Linked DNA regions of Sus scrofa: region 1 is linked to region 2. Evidence: chromatin contacts called from public Hi-C data. All regions are on one chromosome and are shown on one strand. Each heading gives the region's core, a stretch centred on a gene start, on an enhancer-like site or on the middle of the called end of the contact. The rest is flanking DNA. Distances are from core to core; before and after follow the strand shown.

Region 1 (2,700 bases), core at 68-2,567, 120 kb before region 2:
ATTTTTTATTGATAGGATGGTTTTCTTGGGTTTTAACAGGATGATTTAACATTTGTTCTACCTCTTATTTTTATTGGTAGCATGGCTTTCTTGGGCAGGGGAAAGCAGATAAATCCAAGAAGGAAAGGGACGCTAAAGGCTGTGGAGGCAGGGAAGGTATGATAGTCTCATAGGTGTCAATGTGGGGTTGGGCCACGGTGCACAGTGGGGTGCCCAGATCATTGCTAACCCATGAGAGTGGCACTTTGCCACACAGACACTGACTGCCTCATTTCTTGTCTTTTTTTTTTTTTTTTTTTTTAACAGCCTCTTGAAATAGAAGGCTGTATTAAACCAAACAGACTAGTTGACCTATTTACTTATATAAACAATATCTTTAACCCCTGCCTGCGACTTTCAGGAAAGCTCTGTCTTTGCCTTAGTGTCTATAAAGGGAAGGGATTGCATTGACAGCTCTTCGTGATTCTTCCCAGCTTAAAAACGTTTGCTCTATTGTAAGTAACATTTCTTCAGGAAGGTCAACTGAATTCTTTGATAATGAATTTTTATGAGTTCTATATTTCTTTTATATTAGAATTTTTCAGGAACCCCTTTAAGAAATCTGTTGGCTGAAGCATAGGAATCTTTTCATACCAAGATGTCTCAATGACATCTAATGTTATAGATAACATTTTTTCCTCTTCCTAGAATGAGATAGCTTAAATACCTTCATCCACAAGATGGTGCTCTTGGACAACAAATTTATCTAAGGCTGTGGTTTTCCAAATGAGGTAAAACTGAGTCATCAGGAAAGTTTCTTTCTTTTTTGTGTTTTTATCATGTCAGGATATCATTTATCCTGAAATAAATAATTTGAATAACTTTATGTGTAATTTTCACATTCAAGGTGAAATATTCTAGACAAGTTTTACTGCTAAGAGAACTATTGGCCTGGGATTGTGACTTTCAGATTTTAATTCTGTGAAATAAAATCTGAAAGTCAAAACCCATTACCTGCCAGCATTTTATGTGATCTTTAGTGAATGAAGGTTTAGGCTGCGTAATCTCAAGTCATACCATCCAGACAGGGGAGGTGATGGTAGTTGTTAGTCACTGGTCACATTGCATCTAGAATGTTCCTTTAGTTCTGGAAGCTATGTTTCCAGAGGGGTATTGCTAGGGTATTGTTGATAGAAGAGAGTTAAGCCCAGATGCAGGCTGACCTCAGAGTACATGGCTGTTGCTCCTGAGCAGCAGTCTTGCACATGAGAGGGTAGGTGGGATCCCTGTGGGGAAGATCGCTCTTTAGAAATGCTAAATTGATAAACAAGCACATATGAGTCACATGCTGAGTCGTTTGCGACGGTATGAGAAGCATTAGGTGTTTGCCAGTGGAGGGTGGATGGGGAGTTATGAAGGTTTTCCCCAAGGAATAAATAACACATACAGACGGACTAGGAGCCCTATAGGTGGTGTGAATACTGTACCATAGGCATGGAAAGAGGTTATGTTTCTTGGGGACTGGCACAATCCCTGAGATTGTGGTGAGAATTCAAGACATCACTGGGCATCAACCATGTGAGTCATAGTGGTGAGTGAGGATGCGCAAAGTGTTCTGGATCATCCGTATTCCCAGAGGGGCAGATATCCATGGGGGGAACCAGAGCGGAACAGCAGTGGGAATTACTGAAGGGGAAGGAATGGAAGACTCAGAGGTGAAAAGCTTTAGTGTTGGATTTGGGTGATGATCATCAAATCATTGATGATTTCACCTAGGAAAGAGTCTTGGAGATTATGATGTAGCCAACACATTTATGAAAGAGGAGCCTGAGACCAAAATGTTAGGATTTATCTAAGATGACACCTACTTATAGCAAAGGTGGGAAATGCCTTTCTCTATTCACTTTCTTTTTTATTTATTTATTTTTAATTTTTTTGTTGTTTCCTCAATGTGATTTTTTTTTTCCTGCTGTACAGCATGGTGACCCAGTTACGCATACATGTATACATTCTTTTTTCTCCCATTATCATGCTCCATCGTAAGTGACTAGACATAGTTCTCAGTGCTACACAGCAGGATCTCATTGCTAATCCATTCCAAAAGCAATAGTTTGCATCTGTTAACCCCAAGCTCCCAATTCATCTCATCACTTTCTACTATTGTAGATTGTCACCAGGAAGGGTAGTTAGAACTTTGAATTACATTGTGTGCTCTGGACTTCTTCCTTTCTTTCGGATCAGTATCTGCCAGGGTCTTCAGTGGATGCTTAGTATCTTCAGAAGCCAAAGCTTCTTCTGTTCCCATTGCAGCTGACCTTGCCTGCGGTTTACAGAAGAACTTGAATAGAGCATGTGTACTTGGAGCCCTTCCTACTTTGGCCCTACTTGTCCCCCCTTTTTAAAAACAAAGATGAAGATCATTTAGATGTCGTCTTTACTATGACTTTTTAAAGGCATGGAAGCAGGTTTATTTTTAAGGAGGGAATTTATAGGTAGAGTAGAAAGATTTAAATGATTCTGTTGTCGGGACTCCTGTCATGGCTCAGCGGTTAACAAGCCCAACTAGTATCATGATGCAGGTTCAATCCCTGGCCTCGCTCAGTGGGTTAAGGATCTGGTGTTGCTGTGAGCTGTGGTATAGGTCGCAGACATGGCTGGGATCTGGCATGGCTATGGTGTAGGCCGGTGGCTACAGCTCTGATTCGACCCCTAGCCTGGGAA
Region 2 (2,773 bases), core at 70-2,569:
TTCAGTTCATGATGAAAAAGTGCAATCCTGTTTAAAACCTTTTTAATGTTGATTTAGCTTAATCATAAACTGTCTTTATATGGTGAGGATAAAAGTGCTTTTTCATTCTTTTGGAGAACAGTACTCGGTAATTCAGAAGACTTAATAAAAAGTACTCACTTAGTGAGGATATGATTATTGATTTTACTCTTCTTTCTCTGATCAATGGTATAATAGGCAGTTAAGGAAATGCATTCCTATTTTAGATGAGACTAATGGCTGATGAAGAATGAAGTTACTGGGAGTCCCATGGTGGTGTGGTGATTAGGATTTTGGTGCTTTCACTGCTGCAGCCTGGGTTCACTTGCTGGTCTGGGAACTGAGATCTCAGATCAAGCTTCTGCATGCCATGGCCAAAATAAAAAAAAAAAAAAAGTATGAGGTTACTGTATTTCTATGAATTTTATTCTAAAATATAGGTTGGATAAAATTTGCAATTTCTGTGGGAAATTGACTTTTTGAAAAGGTTGTTTTTTTAATAGAAATTAATTTTGCTTCTGCTTCTGTCTGTGAAAATGTCTTTGTGCTATCTTTTGGAATAACTTTTTTCTGCTTCCTGTGGCTTAATATCATAAAGCATTATTTTCCAAAAGCATTGTAATTTTAGAGTGAATGTATAATAGCCCCCAAATTACATAAAACAATTTAATTATGAGGTTATTAATGGAACATATTCATGGAACAGTGGAACACAGAAACTAAAAAAACAGAAACAAAAATGAAAAACCAAACTATAGTATGTTTCATGGAACAGTAATCTAATTTTGTTTTTCCCCTGAGTGTTATCAGTGAGAACAGAGCATGTTTGTAGCCAAGAGAAGCAAGAGAGAGAAAATGGAATGACTTATTTGTTATCATGTGTGTATCATTAGTATCTTCATACTTGTCCTCACATCAGCAGAGTCAGAGGTGGCTGTCCACTCTGTCCATGGTCATTTTCAGCCTGAAACCACACCAGATTCACCTGGAAGTCCAGGAATCTGTACCTAGCTTTCATGAAGCTATGACCAGCCTACAAGTGTGTATATGCACAGCTCATAGTGTGTTATAAATGTTTGTATTATATTAATTGCCAATGTTTAAATATCAGGAGATTTCATACACACACACAACTCTGGAGTTGCGGGATCTCTTAAAAAGTGGGACAATTTGAAAATACTGCCATGATCTTTCCTCCCAGGCAGTGTTTGGCTGGAGCCTGGCAGAGGCTGGCTCCTGCAAACTGTGGTTCTCTCCATTTCCCCCTCATTCTCAGCAAGTCCTCTGCCGATCAGACACATAAGTTCTTTGGGTACAGCTGCTACCTGTGCCTGCCCAGTTATTTTAGGGACACTGGCGCAGTCCGCTCATTACTTGCCTGTTTGTGGTTTTCTGAGGAACTCCAAACTTCCACTCTATCCCTCCCTCGCCTACTTGGCAACCACAAGTTTGTTCTCTATGTCTGCGAGTCTATTTCTGTTTTGTAGATATGTTCATTTTTGTCATATTTTAGATTCCACATAAAAGTGAAATCATATGGTATTTGTCCTTCTCTCTTTTTTTTGTCTTTTTGCCATTTCTTGGGCTGCTCCCGTGGCACATAGAGGTTCCCAGGCTAGGGGTCGAATCAGAGCTGTAGCCACCGGCCTACACCAGAGCCACAGCAATGCGGGATCCGAGCCATGTCTGCAACCTACGCTACAGCTCACGGCAATGCCGGATCCTTAACACACTGAGCAAGGGCAGGGACTGAACCCGCAACCTCATGGTTCCTAGTTGGATTTGTTAACCACTGAGCCACTACGGGAACTCCCTGTCCTTCTCTTTTTTACTTACTTCGCTTAGTATGAGAATCTCTGGTTGCATCCATGTTCCTTCAGATGGCATTATTTCGTTCATTTTTATACCTGAGTTGTATTCTGTTATATATATGTACCACATCTTCTGTATCCATTCATTTTTTGATGGACATTTAGGTTTCCATGTTTTGGATATTGTGAATAATGCTGTTCTGAACTTAGGGATGCATATATCTTTTTGAATTATAGTTTTGTCCAGAGAGATGCCCAGGAATGGGATTACTAGATCATATGGTAATTCTGTTGGTAGTTTTCTGAGGAACCTCCATCCTGTTTTACATAGCGACTGTGCCAGTATACGTTCCCAGCAGTATGCCACTAATACCTTTGTAATTGAGGTGGTTAGGCACTGACTCTTTTGACTCCTGCTTTTACATTGTGTTTTGACTTCATAGCATGTCAGTATTCTTCTGGTACCAAGAAGGCAGGAGCTGAGCATAAAGTGTGCTTTATTGTGCTTTACCTCAGTTATGATACTCCTTTCTTTATGGGTTGTAAAGTAACTACTATTTCTTTGTTTTAGGCCTGAGGATCTTATTATGAATATGTACTTTTGTAAATGAAGGCCACCATCTAGTGGCCATCTACTCATCTTTTGACAATTTTACTCTAATGTTTTATATTATGAAGCAAAGCTCAAAATAGAAACATAGAAACATAGAAAAGAGAAAAAAAGAATATTCTAAAATGCCAAGCAGTGATTATCTCTGTGATAGGATTTCAGGAAATATTTAATCTTTTGCGCTTATCTCTATTGTCCAAATTTGAAGCCGCTGGACATGTTTTCCTTTAACCAGAATAAAAGCTATAGACATTTTTGGAGCAGAAATATTAAGAGAAGTAAATAAGTTTTCTTCAGAAATTTGTGAATATTTTAAAGTCATCATTATTTGAAA

Evidence for each region. Hi-C and Micro-C count contacts between places; a contact is called where the count stands out from the background.
Region 1: a contact with region 2 is called in a Hi-C map of mesenteric adipose tissue, with 2.4 times the contacts expected there. The contact joins two enhancer-like sites. A contact is called at or near these places in 1 of 5 promoter capture datasets (liver) and 17 of 47 Hi-C or Micro-C datasets (adipose tissue, alveolar macrophages, embryonic fibroblasts and 9 more).

Annotation. Positions count from the first base shown.
Region 1 is chr1:215,434,323-215,437,022 of Sscrofa11.1, reverse strand. The region is part of intron 4 of KDM4C (lysine-specific demethylase 4C); the gene reads left to right. Among named protein-coding and RNA genes, the nearest start is that of KDM4C, 72 kb to the left of the region's middle. Within about 2 kb of position 1,317, at least 6 of the 83 cell types and tissues checked have an H3K27ac peak or open chromatin away from gene starts, as enhancers often do. A contact at or near this core is called in mesenteric adipose tissue and omental adipose tissue, where this site is marked.
Region 2 is chr1:215,314,092-215,316,864 of Sscrofa11.1, reverse strand. The region is part of intron 8 of KDM4C (lysine-specific demethylase 4C); the gene reads left to right. Among named protein-coding and RNA genes, the nearest start is that of KDM4C, 190 kb to the left of the region's middle. Within about 2 kb of position 1,319, at least 7 of the 83 cell types and tissues checked have an H3K27ac peak or open chromatin away from gene starts, as enhancers often do. A contact at or near this core is called in mesenteric adipose tissue and omental adipose tissue, where this site is marked.